Regions from separate parts of the Drosophila melanogaster genome. Here region 2 is linked to region 1. A link is a contact called in public HiChIP or PLAC-seq data. All regions are on one chromosome and are shown on one strand. Each heading gives the region's core, a stretch centred on a gene start, on an enhancer-like site or on the middle of the called end of the contact. The rest is flanking DNA. Distances are from core to core; before and after follow the strand shown. Region 1 holds the start of eIF4H1 (eukaryotic translation initiation factor 4H1). Region 2 holds the start of CG9902.

Evidence for each region. HiChIP or PLAC-seq counts read pairs in DNA pulled down with a chosen protein or histone mark.
Region 2: a POLR2A S2P HiChIP or PLAC-seq map of the Kc167 cell line shows a contact between it and region 1, with 7 times the contacts expected there. The contact joins the promoter of CG9902 here to the promoter of eIF4H1 in region 1. A contact is called at or near these places in 44 of 107 Hi-C or Micro-C datasets (the D17-c3 cell line, the Kc167 cell line, the ML-DmBG3-c2 cell line and 16 more) and 2 of 6 datasets of contacts at active chromatin or transcription factors (both in the Kc167 cell line).

Annotation. Positions count from the first base shown.
Region 1 is chrX:16,445,575-16,452,458 of dm6, reverse strand. It overlaps eIF4H1 (eukaryotic translation initiation factor 4H1), which reads right to left and starts at 3,794. Exons shown (of 5, transcript NM_167522.5): 1 at 3,730-3,794; 2 at 2,280-2,582; 3 at 1,958-2,145; 4 at 900-1,184; 5 at 1-540. The coding sequence starts at 3,761. The coding sequence ends at 374. It overlaps CG34015, which reads left to right and starts at 4,157. Exons shown (of 3, transcript NM_001038759.2): 1 at 4,157-4,428; 2 at 4,497-4,687; 3 at 4,761-4,891. The coding sequence starts at 4,239. The coding sequence ends at 4,799. It overlaps eIF2alpha (eukaryotic translation initiation factor 2 subunit alpha), which reads left to right and starts at 5,466. Exons shown (of 2, transcript NM_001298400.1): 1 at 5,466-6,274; 2 at 6,574-6,884. The coding sequence starts at 5,580.
Region 2 is chrX:16,544,161-16,551,044 of dm6, reverse strand. CG9902 reads left to right here and starts at 3,525. Exons shown (of 6, transcript NM_001272691.2): 1 at 3,525-3,697; 2 at 3,765-4,191; 3 at 4,248-4,498; 4 at 4,566-5,159; 5 at 5,221-6,034; 6 at 6,122-6,884. The coding sequence starts at 3,611. It overlaps Arp2 (Actin-related protein 2), which reads left to right. Exons shown (of 7, transcript NM_001103531.2): 4 at 580-795; 5 at 859-1,068; 6 at 1,139-1,567; 7 at 1,633-2,755. The coding sequence ends at 1,803.

The DNA.
Region 1 (6,884 bases), core at 2,545-5,044:
CGTGTTGCATGTTGCTTGTTGCTTGTTGTTAAGTTGCTTGCTGACTGACACTGGACACTGACACAGAGACACAGAGGCCAGCCTGTTGTTCCATCTTCGTTCTTGTAATGTAGTACATATCATTCGTATATAATAGGTATGTAGCGTAGTGTTATTAATTAATGTATGTGTTTATATATGCATGCTGCTGATGCTCCTTGTCATCGTCATCATCATCATCATCCTCCTCCTCCTCCTCCTCCTCCCCCCTTGCTATTTCTGCTTCCTCCTCTTCTCTTCCTCGCCTTCTCTCCCTCTATCTCGGATTATCTCGTTCTCGCACATCAAAATATCATATCAGGCATATATTGTATTGCGGACCAACTCCAGCCCTCTAGTTATCGCCGTTGTGATTGACATTCTGCTGCAGCTCCTTCAGCTTCTCTTCGCGCGGCTTGGCGTTGCCAAAGATCGAGGCCGATTGCTTGGTCTCTGCCACCGCGTTAATGGGCGCGGCAATGGTCCGTGGCTTCAGCTGCAGACGTGGCCGCTCATTGTCGTCTGCGGATATGAAACGGATAGGTAAATTGATAAGTGGTTGATCGGTTGGGCAAACTTAAATCCTACATGTACATCATTCAAATGCAATGAATGAAGTACTACGAAAACCTGCATTAAACTGACTTACTAGTACGTGGTACGGCTAATTGTGATACTCTCGATTGACACATATTTGAAATAATTCTTGAAATCGGTTTCTTGAAATGTCTAAAATTGTCTGTGGGCAGGGAATGGATAGGTAAATTAATGCTTTGCAAATATGGACAACAACATGAAATTCTCCTAGCGTTTTGTTTGAAACAAACTATCCTCGACTATCCTCCCATCTACATATGTATGTACTTATTATTACAACTCACCAATGGCGCCCATTGAGGAACCACCGCCAACGCCTAGGCCTCCTGATCCGCCGGAGCCGCCGCCAAGGCCGGTCATGCCGCCACTGGGACGTTCGCTCTGCTGGTTGGGATTGTAGTGGGTGCGCTCGCGGTCGCGGTGCCGGTTGAAGTTGTTGTAGCGATCGCCGTCGCGCGACTGGTTGCCATAGCTGCCTTCCCGCTGACCGCGATCCCGATCCTGGTTACGCTCGAATGGTCGATCGTCGTTATTGAAACTGCCGTACCGACCACGATTTGCCGGCCGATCTGCAACGGAAGCAACTAGATTAGTGCCTGTGGGCCATGTGGTAACCTGCTTACAATTAGGCTCAACATGCTAGCTAAATGCAGTTCAAAGTAAAAAGCGTGCGAATGTGCTTAAGCTACTGCTACAGGGGAGCTATCAATATGGGCGTTTTCAATGGGCGCAAACTAAGCTCAAAAGAAGGTTGGAAATAGGCGGTAACAGCTAGCAGTCCAGGAGTAATAAGTATGTAGCAAACCCACTTCAAAAGAAATTAACTTGTCGATCAGTTTCGATTAACCATCTGTGGATTCCTGCCAATCAAGGACTCCAACATGTTGTTCTTTCAATTCTTTAAATAATGATGTGCACAAACATACTACTACTACTTCTACGGTTGTATAGTCTTTTCTTGTGGCAACTCCTTGAAACATATAGCAAAACCAACGCAAGATCAGAATGTAGAACCGCAGTAGGATGCCAAGGTAGGAACATAAACGATAATCGAAACAGAACAATGGGGGAAATTCTACTTTCACTTTCGAGGATTGCAGCATGGATGTGTCTTCCAGCCATGCGAATGATTTAGAATCGTTATAAGTAATCAGTATAACTGGTTTTTGGCGGCACTACGAGGGATGCAGCTACGTGTTGGTTGGTTGGTTGGTTGGTTGGACGGCAGATAAAAATGCTTTACCATTGTATCCTCTATTCATGCCACCGCCGGAGCCCGCGCCGCTGCCGCCGACGCCGCGACTTCTATCATTGTGACCACCATAACTATCAATGTACGAACCTCTACTATCGCCGCGATTACCCGAACCGCCGCCGCCCTCCCGACCGCCGCCGCCAGTGCCAGGACCTCCCCGGCTGTAGGACTGACTGCTGCCGCCCTGGCGAGGTGGGCCGCGCTTCTGGAAACCGTCTCTGCCGCCGTCGCCGCGGGTCATGCCGCCGTTGCCGCCGCCAACACCGCCACCAGGGCTGTAAGAAAGTCCAAAATATGGTTAGTCAAGTGATAAAATTGGGGAATCGTTAGAAAGCTCCATGTGCTCTGTTCGTATGGAGAGCTCCAATCGATTCAATCTAAAGTATACAATCATCTGGTCTCAACTCACCGATCATTTTTTCTCCGATCGGCAATGTCGATCCTTAGCGGCGCCGACAGATCGTCCAGTTTGATCCGACCATCGCACTCTAGCGCCCGCTCCAGATTGTCCAGCGTCTCGAATTCGACGTAGCAGAAGCCTTTGAACTGATCCGTTTCCCGGTCCTTCACCAGCCGCACGTACTTCACCTCAAAGTCCTGGAATATTTTGATCACATCGCCCTGCACAAGGCCTTGCGGCAAATTGCCGACAAATGCGATGAACGGCGGTTCCGTGGGCAACTGCTTGGATGCCCGATCCCCACCGAATCCGCTTCTGAAAAATATCGAGAAATAAAAATGAATGGTTAGTAGAGTAAGTACACTAATAAATTTAAAGGCAATGAATCTTGGAAATGGGATGCACCCATGAAAAACCTATTCTGCATGTAGTATGTTAGCTTCTAAAGTTGGATTACAGATCCCCCTCTATAGATTTGCGCAACCAAAGCAACTGCATGGTGTGCTCGATTCTGGCTCCTGGTATTTGCTGTGCCCCTTTGTGTGGAGGATTACTCCGTGGCCTGGGAACCTTGACATCGAATCCAATTAATGGGGGTGTGTCTGTCTCTTCTTCTTCTTCCCTTTTGAGGGACTGTGGTGTGAGGGGGGGGGTGGTGGTGGTTTGTGGCGCCACCCCTTGGGGCAAAACGCACATGGTCGGCATTTATCTATGTGGCCGGCTAACGCTGGCTCGGATTCCCGGCAAACAGTCAACAGAGATGCAGGCACAAATAAAAAAAAAACCGAAGAACAACAAATGCAGTGGGACAGGTGTCAAATGGTGAGGGGGGTGGGGGTTAAATCGCGCGCGCTTTTTGGCGAAAATTGCATTATGCATGGAATTTGCAACTATTTTTGGGTTCATATTTTCTTCTTCTTTTTTCTTTTTTTGATGAGGGGTGGGGGGATTTTAATGTGAAATCTGCCGGTGTGCTGTCAGCGGCGTAGTCGACGTTGGCGCCGACGACAGCTGCAGCAGAGTTTTCCAAGAAAAACAACGCAAGCGATGAAAAGAATCGACAAAATAAAAACCGAAAAAGAATGTTAAGAAAAAAAAACGCACACTGCCCCTCACACACACCACACACACACACACACCACACACATACGCACACGCACGCACGTACAAAGGCGGCGGCGGCGGCGGTGTCGGCGACCAACGACCGACACGTACAATACACATGCACATTACTGTATGGGTGTGCGAGCGGCGAGGCGAGAGCGTGCGCGTGTGTTGGTGGGCTGGTGTTGCCTTTTTTTTTGCCCAAACCCCAAAAAACCGCGTGCATTATTACACATTTTGCCCAGATTGTCGGCACTCGCGCAATTCGATCGCATCGCGTCCACTTTCACAAGCACCGGCGGTTCGCGGCCAACGCGGAGCGTACGCTATTGCAAAAATAATTAATAATATTTACCTAGCGTGTTCATAACCACCTCTTCCAGCCATGTTTTATTTTTTTCAAATGAGCGAATTCGCTGCAAACCGCAGTGTGAACACACGGGCGAAAAATACTATCGCGGCGAATTTGGTCGGGCAGTGTCACCACACCAATTAGCTGATAGCCGCCTTTCTTAGTATTTTGGTCGTTAGCAGGGACGCATGCCCAATTGCGTCCAATTTTCAGATATCGATTAATATTTATAGTTGTTTAGCATTCTACAATTGTTCCTTTTCTAATGAAACATTCAAAAATGACATTGAATACATAGAGAGGAATACATATGTTTGTATAAATTTTTTTGTTGAAAAAAATAATACTAAAAGTAACTGGACACAAATGGTTTTTTTTAATACTGAAAATCTATTTAGCGGTATTTTTTTTTGGAGCACCAGGATAGTTCTTATCGTTATCGACAGTACAACTAATCAGCTGTGAAAGTACAAACTGCTATATTTTATATAGACTGAACTTAAAATTAAGTCATGGCGGACGACAACTGCATTTTCTGCCTAATTTCCGATGGGCGGATCCCCTCCACTGTTTTGGAAGTCGAAAACGATGACTTTGTCATCTTCCAGGACATTAAACCCGCTTCCCAGCACCATTACTTAGCAGTGACAAAAAAGCACTACGCTAGCCTCAAGGATCTTAACAAATCGCACGATTCTTTGGGTAAGATTGGAATTGGCGTGACCTCGGGCCATGCCCTAATAATTCTGATATCCTTGGATTCCTTACAGTGCAGCTCATGGAGAACGCCCTGAAGGATCTTCTGGTGTCCAAGGGAGTTTCTGTCGATGATGCCCTCTTCGGATTCCATCTGCCGCCGTTTATCACGGTGAAGCATCTTCACATGCATGCCATTAGCCCACGCACCCAAATGACCTTCCTATCTAAGATGATCTTTAGACCCTCCGTTTGGTTCAAAACCGTAAGTATTTGGCTATTCTGATTTTGACCACTTAGAGGCCCGCTTTAATTTAATCTTATCTATTTAATTATAGGTCGACGAGGCGCGTATTTACCTTTCCCAAAAAGAATAGATCGGGACCATCATAGATAACTGTTAGATAAATATATATTGTACTCGCGCGCTGTCATAATTAACTAATAAACGGAGCCAACCTATACAAATATTCTAATGTTCTTTAAATTAAAAGTGTAGCTTCTAAAAAAACCGATTCAAGCTACATGTCATTACATATTTAATGGCCTTTTTGTATGCGATAATATGCAACCTTTTAAAATGTTCTGCAAATTTAAACAGATAAATATGAAAAATGAAAATTTGACATATGGGAATTATCATCATAACATGGATAAAAAGTGACATATAGATAAAAGAACAACTGCTTTTTATTCCTATTTATCAGTATTAGCAATCTATATAACTTTTTGAGAATTTAACTTTTGGGTCAATTTTCGCAATTTTTGTAATATTGCAATAAATTTAACAAAAATTAACATTTCCAATTTGAAATTGATTGGTATTTAAATAACAAGCTCGCCAAGGGATGGCATTCCACATTTGGACTATTATTTCGAATGTTCTGATCAAAATTAAAACCAAAACAGTAAAATTTGAAATTGACCGGCAATCCATGTGACAAACAATCGATAGACCGCTGCTGCCCCACCTTTCCAGTGTGACCAGAAGCAATCCAATTGGCAACGTTTTGCCGGCTACGCAATTAAATATCGATAACACCACTGTCATACCTTACGCTTCTTCTTCTTGCGCCCGCTCGGCAGAAATTGTACACGTTTTTCATTTCGAAAAGTCCAAATTGCCCATTTTTTGGCCATAGACCACAGACTTTAACATGGCCCTGACGTCGCGCTTCTACAACGAGCGGTATCCGGAGATCGAGGATGTCGTTATGGTGAACGTGCTGTCCATCGCCGAGATGGGCGCCTACGTTCATCTGCTTGAGTACAACAACATCGAGGGCATGATCCTGCTGTCGGAGCTGTCCCGCCGGCGCATCCGCTCCATCAACAAGCTGATTCGTGTCGGCAAGACCGAACCGGTGGTGGTTATCCGTGTTGACAAGGAGAAGGGCTACATCGATCTGTCGAAGCGTCGCGTTTCGCCCGAAGATGTCGAGAAGTGCACCGAGCGCTTCGCTAAGGCCAAGGCCATCAACTCACTGCTCCGCCATGTCGCCGACATACTCGGCTTCGAGGGCAACGAGAAGCTGGAAGATCTCTACCAGAAGACCGCCTGGCACTTCGAGAAGAAGTACAACAACAAGACGGTCGCCTACGACATCTTCAAGCAATCGGTCACCGATCCCACCGTCTTCGATGAGTGCAACCTGGAACCGGAGACCAAGGAGGTCCTGTTGAGCAACATCAAGCGGAAGCTGGTCTCGCCCACTGTCAAGATCCGTGCGGACATCGAGTGCTCCTGCTACGGTTACGAGGGCATCGACGCTGTCAAGGCATCGCTCACCAAGGGCCTGGAGCTGAGCACCGAGGAGCTGCCCATTCGCATCAACCTGATAGCACCGCCACTGTAAGTACCTGTAAACTATTGTAATTTCCCTTGGTGTAGACGAAATTAACGAGGGTTTCTTTAATTAAAAGAATACGAAAATTGTAGATTTCTGTTCTTCATTTTAGCCGAAATTTATCGTTAAATAATAAGGAAATCCCTTTCATCTTGTATATATTGTAAATGACCACTTGGTTAAGAGAAAAACTTATATTCAATTTAATTTTACAACTTCTTGTGAAATCGAAATAACTAAAAATGTTGCTTAAATGAGTTAATTGGTTCCTAAACGTAATCGCTCTTCATCCGTATCCTTTTAGCTATGTAATGACCACATCCACTACCAAGAAGACAGACGGTTTAAAGGCTCTGGAGGTGGCCATTGAGCACATTCGCGCCAAGACCAGCGAGTACGATGGAGAGTTCAAGGTGATCATGGCACCCAAACTGGTTACGGCCATCGACGAGGCGGATCTGGCCAGACGCCTGGAGCGCGCTGAGGCCGAGAACGCCCAGGTGGCTGGCGACGATGACGAGGAGGATGGCGCCGACCAGGAGGGCATGCAGTTCGATCCAGAGAAGGAGTTCAACCACAAGGGATCGGGGGCGGGTCGTGCGAACGAGGAGGATG
Region 2 (6,884 bases), core at 2,276-4,775, 99 kb before region 1:
AAAACCGAATTCCAATCGAATCTGTTCAATTTAACGACAAATTTACGTAAATATAATTTTTGTTATTTAAGTTTTACTCCTATGTTTTCATACCATTTGTTTCCTAGCTTACACCCTTTGGTTTTTTTTGTACATATCTTAAGGCAACCAAATTCAGTTGCTTCTCGTTTTAATTGTGATTTGCTGATTTGAAATTGTTATGTGTTCTCGTCTGCATGATGTCCTGTGTCTGCTTAGCCCTATTTTAATCCCCCGTTTGTTTTGCACGTCCCTGTGTTTGCCAGTGTTCCGGAAAGGCAAGTCCTTTTCCGCAACTACTCACACTCACTGCTGCCTCTTGTTAATCGTTGATTGTTTAGACGAGTTTAGTTGCATTCTTGTAGTGTGCTCGCTGTTATTGTGCCTAACACCTGTGTATGTCTCCCACACTAATGACTAACCATCCCAGCCTCTAAGCAAATACCCAACCAATCAACCATCCAACCAACCAAACAGTCCAAACCAATCCGAATCCCAATGGCTATCCATTGACCAAGCCACGGACACTAACGCTGCGTCCTCTGACGAACGAATTTACAGGATCTGATGGTCGGCGATGAGGCCTCACAGCTGCGATCCCTGCTGGAGGTCTCCTATCCGATGGAGAACGGTGTGGTGCGCAACTGGGACGACATGTGCCACGTGTGGGACTACACGTTCGGTCCCAAAAAGATGGACATCGATCCGACGAACACAAAAATCCTGCTAACCGAGCCGCCCATGAATCCCACAAAGAATCGCGAGAAGATGATTGAGGTGAGGTCATACCATATTTTAAAATCCCACTTCAAACTAACATTGTTGTGTTTGTGTTCACAGGTGATGTTCGAGAAATATGGCTTCGATTCGGCGTACATTGCCATCCAGGCCGTGCTGACGCTATATGCCCAGGGTCTGATCTCTGGCGTGGTGATCGATTCGGGCGATGGTGTAACGCATATATGTCCCGTCTACGAGGAGTTTGCCCTGCCCCATCTGACGCGACGATTGGACATTGCCGGTCGGGATATCACTCGCTATTTGATTAAGGTTGCTTTGCCTTACAATTACATATAGCCAAACTGTGACTTATACTTTCGCATCTATCTATGATCATTAGTTACTGTTACTACGTGGCTACGCTTTCAATCATTCCGCCGACTTCGAAACGGTTCGCATAATGAAGGAGAAGCTCTGCTACATTGGCTACGACATCGAGATGGAGCAGCGTTTGGCCCTGGAGACGACGGTGCTGGTGGAATCGTACACGCTACCCGACGGTCGTGTTATCAAGGTCGGTGGCGAGAGATTTGAGGCGCCAGAGGCTCTGTTCCAGCCGCATTTGATCAACGTCGAGGGACCGGGCATTGCGGAACTGGCCTTCAACACCATCCAGGCGGCAGACATCGACATACGGCCCGAACTCTACAAGCACATAGTTCTGTCCGGCGGCTCCACCATGTATCCGGGTCTTCCCAGTCGGCTGGAGCGTGAGATCAAACAGCTGTACCTGGAGCGGGTACTCAAGAACGATACGGAAAAGCTGGCGGTAAGTTGTCAAGTAAAGCTAATCAATGCACATCGTGTTTAACAAATTGAACGATTACATTGCAGAAATTCAAAATACGCATTGAGGATCCACCGCGACGCAAGGATATGGTCTTTATCGGCGGAGCTGTTCTGGCGGAGGTGACAAAGGATCGCGACGGCTTCTGGATGTCCAAGCAGGAGTATCAGGAACAGGGTCTCAAAGTATTGCAAAAGCTGCAAAAGATCAGTCACTAGAGGCGGATGGATGCGAAATCAGTGTGTGTGTGTGTGCGGACCGCAAGAAATAGGATAAAAAAGTGATAGATTTCTTTTCTCTATTTTCTATAGGTTTAAACCTTTCAGATTTACGTGATATATCCGTCTATATATGTTTTTTTTTTTGTGTGTGCCTGTGCGAGTGGGCGTGTCTGTTGAGCAGGATTGGTCCACTTGCCCTTAGATTATCTATAATCGCAGACATGTCGTCACTGGTCGTTATCCCCGTACAATATAATGTAATATTTCTTTGAGCGCGAAAACTTTAATTCGATAGTCGCCTAAATTGTGTAACCCTGCATTAGTGTGTTTAATTGTTTATAATTACGTCTAAAATTCAAACCCAAAAGCCCTTTTCTTTAATGAATACGCATATATAACTATATATATATACATATATAAATTCAAAGCACCTCGAGTGCGGCGATATTTTTGTAAACGCAAAATGTTTCATTTCCAGCGAGTATTTCACATTAAGTATTAACTAGGCCAAGTCTGCTAGTAGCAGCTACTAAAATCGTGTGTGTGTTAAGACAGAGACAGAGACAGAGGAAATATAACGAGGAAGTTGCATAGCACAGAAGGAGAAAGCGCGAGTTCGGTCGTTAACTAAATACACTGATTGATTCGATCCCGTCTCGCCTCCCGACACTCGACCTTAAAGTAAGCATTTCTGGATTGTCTCCAACTAGATAAAGATGAAGTTACCTACCCATAAAGATACAGATAATCGAAGTCACAAGATTACGCATTTACGTTGCCCCATAATCGAAAGTACCATCAGTCGAAGTGTTAAATTTGATTTAATTTCCTTACCTGCCTTTTCTAGTTAGTTGCAATTTGATGATTGTTGGGGTCGCAACTATCGGCATATGATGAATAGTATATACATATACATATGTGTGATCCATATACATATATCCGTATATGTAAAATGAATGTGGAATGCCAATTATGTAAGTGAATGCAATAAACGTAATTATGTATGATGTGTACTGTATACTGTAGTCTAAAACTAAATCGCATACGACTTTTTTATGGTTTTTTTTTTGCCAAATTAAAAACAAAACAAAAATGACAACAAGAGAGCATGCTATAGTCGAATTCCCCGACTATCAGATACCCGAAAAGAGTTGTTTGGCAAATGGATAGAAATTTAAGAGACTAATAAAAATATGAAAAAATTCAAAACTTTTTTTTAAAAGTGAGGGCATGCCCGTTTTGGGCGGTTTGTGGGCGCGGCAACATGGGTCAACAAACAGTTCTTGAGATCTCGACTTTCATGCGGACGGACACGTCCAGATTGACTCGGCTATTGGTCCTGATCAAGAATATATATACTTTTATATGGTCGGAAACGCTATTGATCGTGATCAAGAATATATATACTTTTATGTGGTCGGAAACGCTTCCTTCTACTTGTTACATATATATGTAATTACCAACGAATCTCGTATACCCTTCTGGTCTATAGTAAGTGTTTTGTATTCTTGTTTCTTTCAAATAAATTTTTAAATTACTTTTGCCTGCATAATAAAATTTCAGTTGGCAACAATGGCCTTAGCGAATGCACCTTCCACATTTAGCAAATACGCCTAGCCTTACAGTTTAGCGAGTATATGAACCTCGTGTAGACAGCGTTGCCCCTTTCGATTAACATCGATTTACAGTAATCGGGTTCAGCTGTTGTTCGTTGCAACTTTCAAGCTAAATTAAAATAAATCGAAACCGGCAAAAAAAAGGAAATCGACTTGACATAGCATTGCCATGAATTAAGTGCTGCAAAATGGATATAATATTTTCTCAGGATGTGCACGATGAACAAAAGTTTCTGGATTGTGCGAGGAAACTAGAGTACGACGAGTTTTCGGCGGTAAGGACTTGCTTTGTACATAAATCCTTATGCACACGTTTTCATTGCTTAAATCTTGGTTTTATAGAAAATGTTTGTATTCTGCAATAAGCACAGCGCTTTGGATGTGTTTGAGCTAATGGGCGATGACCGGTTGTCGCAGTTACTCTACGGATGGGAGGTGTGCCACCTGCCTACCAGGGATTCCGAGTCGCTAAAGGACCCAGCGCTGCGTCACATGGTCAGGGTTTTGGTCTACCACTCGCTGCTGATGTGGTTTAGCCAAGAGTGGAAGACCTGCTCCGAAGGCCTCAAGCAGCTTTTGCTCTACACCCTCACCAAAGCAATGCCGGCATTCCATCAGATTGGTGAACTGGCCAATATCAACTGGTCGTACGTTCTGCAGTTCCAGACGAAGCCCTGGAGCCTGCCCTACCTGCATCAGCTATTTCTTAACCTGGAGCTGAATAAACAACACGGCATCGAACACAAAGTTCAAGCGGCATCAGGAGAAGGTAAGCCATTACTAATTTTCGTCAAGGATTCATCTAATCATTGCCTTATTTCTTAGATGTTGCTTTCCTCATGCAGGAAGGGGTATCTCTGGCCCTGCTGCGACTAATCCAGCTCTTTAACGCCGGCAACTTTGAGGCTGTAAAACAGCTGGCGCTTCGGATGCTAGCTGCTTGGCTGAAAATCCACGAAAATGCACCATTTGTGTCCTTTAAAGGGGATGAAAACACAATTACACTAATCGGTCATGTATGCCTCTTGGCCGCTTTTGTTAGGGATGATAATCAAGGCTTTGTGATTGATAATTTGGTAAGGAAAACATTCATCATGTAACTAACATAACAAAACTAAATGTCGTCATAAAACCACCTCGTAGATGTACAACATAGGGTTCTATGTCCAGATCATGGAGGAATTTTCGAGCTCACATGATATTAACTTTACGCCAGCTCGGCTTATTGCCCGCGTTTGCGTCCGTCTTCGACTCGGAAAGAATGCGTTTTTTGAGAAAATTGCATTTAGGAAATTCAATCTATGTATGGTCACTTCATTTGCCGTCATACTAGATGCCTACTCCAGCTATGTGCTGGGAAATTTATTGATGGATCTTCAGTCGCTTAACGAGCACGATTTCCTGGAGCACCTGCCACAGTTCAAAAAGCTAATGGATCGCTATGTAGAGGAGCGCGAGAGCAGCGAGCGCTTTCTTCTAAACGAGCTCAAGAAGATGGAACAACAGCGAAACAGCTGCATTGAACCGCATCTAGTAAACCTAATTCTCAACTACAAGCAGCAGATATGCAAGGGAAATCGAGCCAGCAACATAAGCAACTACAAGAACAGTGATGACGACGAAAAGATTCAGCCTGAGGTGGGCGAAGAACAAGATAGACAAGTAGATCCGGTTTTTCAAAATGTACCAAACAATGAGGAAGTTTTGAGCTTTGTGTACAAATTGCTGGCAGAGCGGGTAAGTGATGAGAACTAACAAAAGCGAAAACTTTACTAAGCACCGCGCTTTTTTAATTTAGAATTTTTCAGGCTGGAGATTTGCTAAGATTGCTCTGCTGCTGAAAATTATTGGGCAACAAATAAATGCATTAGAAATGTGGAGATATCATCCCGGGTTAACCGTTGATTTTATGCTCGATTTGGAGCAAAAGATGTCTGCAAACTATGCTGACCTAGCCAAATTGTTCTCTGACCATGGATTTATGGAGGCAGAATTCTGGCTGACTGCTTTCTACCTCCACCCCACATCATCAAATTATAACGAAGTAAAGCGCTGTTCGTGGATCATGAAAAATCGACAGGAGGAGGGCGGGCTCCCTGCTCCAGCGATTGGCAACGTCAAGTACGAACTGCTGAGCTCCACCATCGATGTGCACCAGATTATGACCATAACAAACCATGAAGATCCAGTGTCCGACTACGATCCAATAAACGAGTCGCTGAAGGCGTTGCGTCTACCCAGCAACATGACCAAGGATCTTCTGACCGTGGTCTTCCAACCGCGACATAAACAATACTCATGGGCTCTCGATTGGCAAACGCTAGACGAGCGTTGCAGTGCCCTACTCAAAAGCCAGGACCTGAAGAGAAAATTTGTGTCTCTTAACATGGCCGAATCATGCGACGACTTGAAGTATCTCCAGATCGACTATGCCAAGTACAGGGATCGACCACAGTTGGACTATGGCACCATAGAAGAGGGCTACGAAAATGAGACTAATCTCTCGAATGCAGCTGGAAAGGCTGAATCAACACCAGCAGTGCATGATAAAGCAGAGAAAGCCAAGGAGCTGAAAATGCGGCGACACGCAAAACGCAAATGTTGGTATGAAGGTTAGCAACGAAATCTTTTTTCTTTGAGCAACTTTCATATAAGATTAGATTCAGTCAAACTAATGAATTGAATTTTAAATCCCACAGTTTCGGAAGACGAGGAAGAGGCTGCCTCAAGTGATTCGGAGCCCAGCTACACAGGAAATGGCCGCCGAACACAGATTAGAGCCGCAGCCATTGCATCCAAAGCTAATGGTCGCCGGACTGGGATTAGAGCCGCAGCCATTGCAGCCAATATCAAATTGTCTGAAATGTCCTTTCCAGAGACATCGAATAGGCGCTTTTCTACACAGCCCGTCGTCAAGGAACAGCCAAAAATCGCCGTCCAGCCTAAAAAACAAAAAACAGTATTGTTTTCGAAAGAAGAGGATGAGGTTTCCTCAAGTGATTCGGAGCCCTGTTACACAGGAAATGGCCGCCGGACTCAGATGAGAGCCGCAGCCATTGCAGCCAAGGCCAAATTGTCTGAAATCTCCTCTCCAGAGACATCGAATAAGCACTTTTCTACACGGTCCATCGTCAACGAGCAGCCAAGAATCGCAGTCCAGTCTCGAAAACAAAAAGCAGTAATGTTTTCGAAAGACGGGGATGAGACTTCCTCAAGCGATTCGGAGCACTGCTACACCAGAAATGGCCACCTGAATCGGATTAGAGCCGCAGCCATTGCAGCCAAAGCCAATTTGCCTGAATTGGATCGAAAAGTGAGCGGTGGGCGACGATCGATCTTTCCAGAGGCATCGGGTAATCACTTTGTTACACAGCCCGTCGTCGCGGAGCAGCCAAAAATCGCAGTTCAGCCGCAAAATCAACAAAAGCGTACAATTGCCGAGCTGATGAAGTCACGACCCAT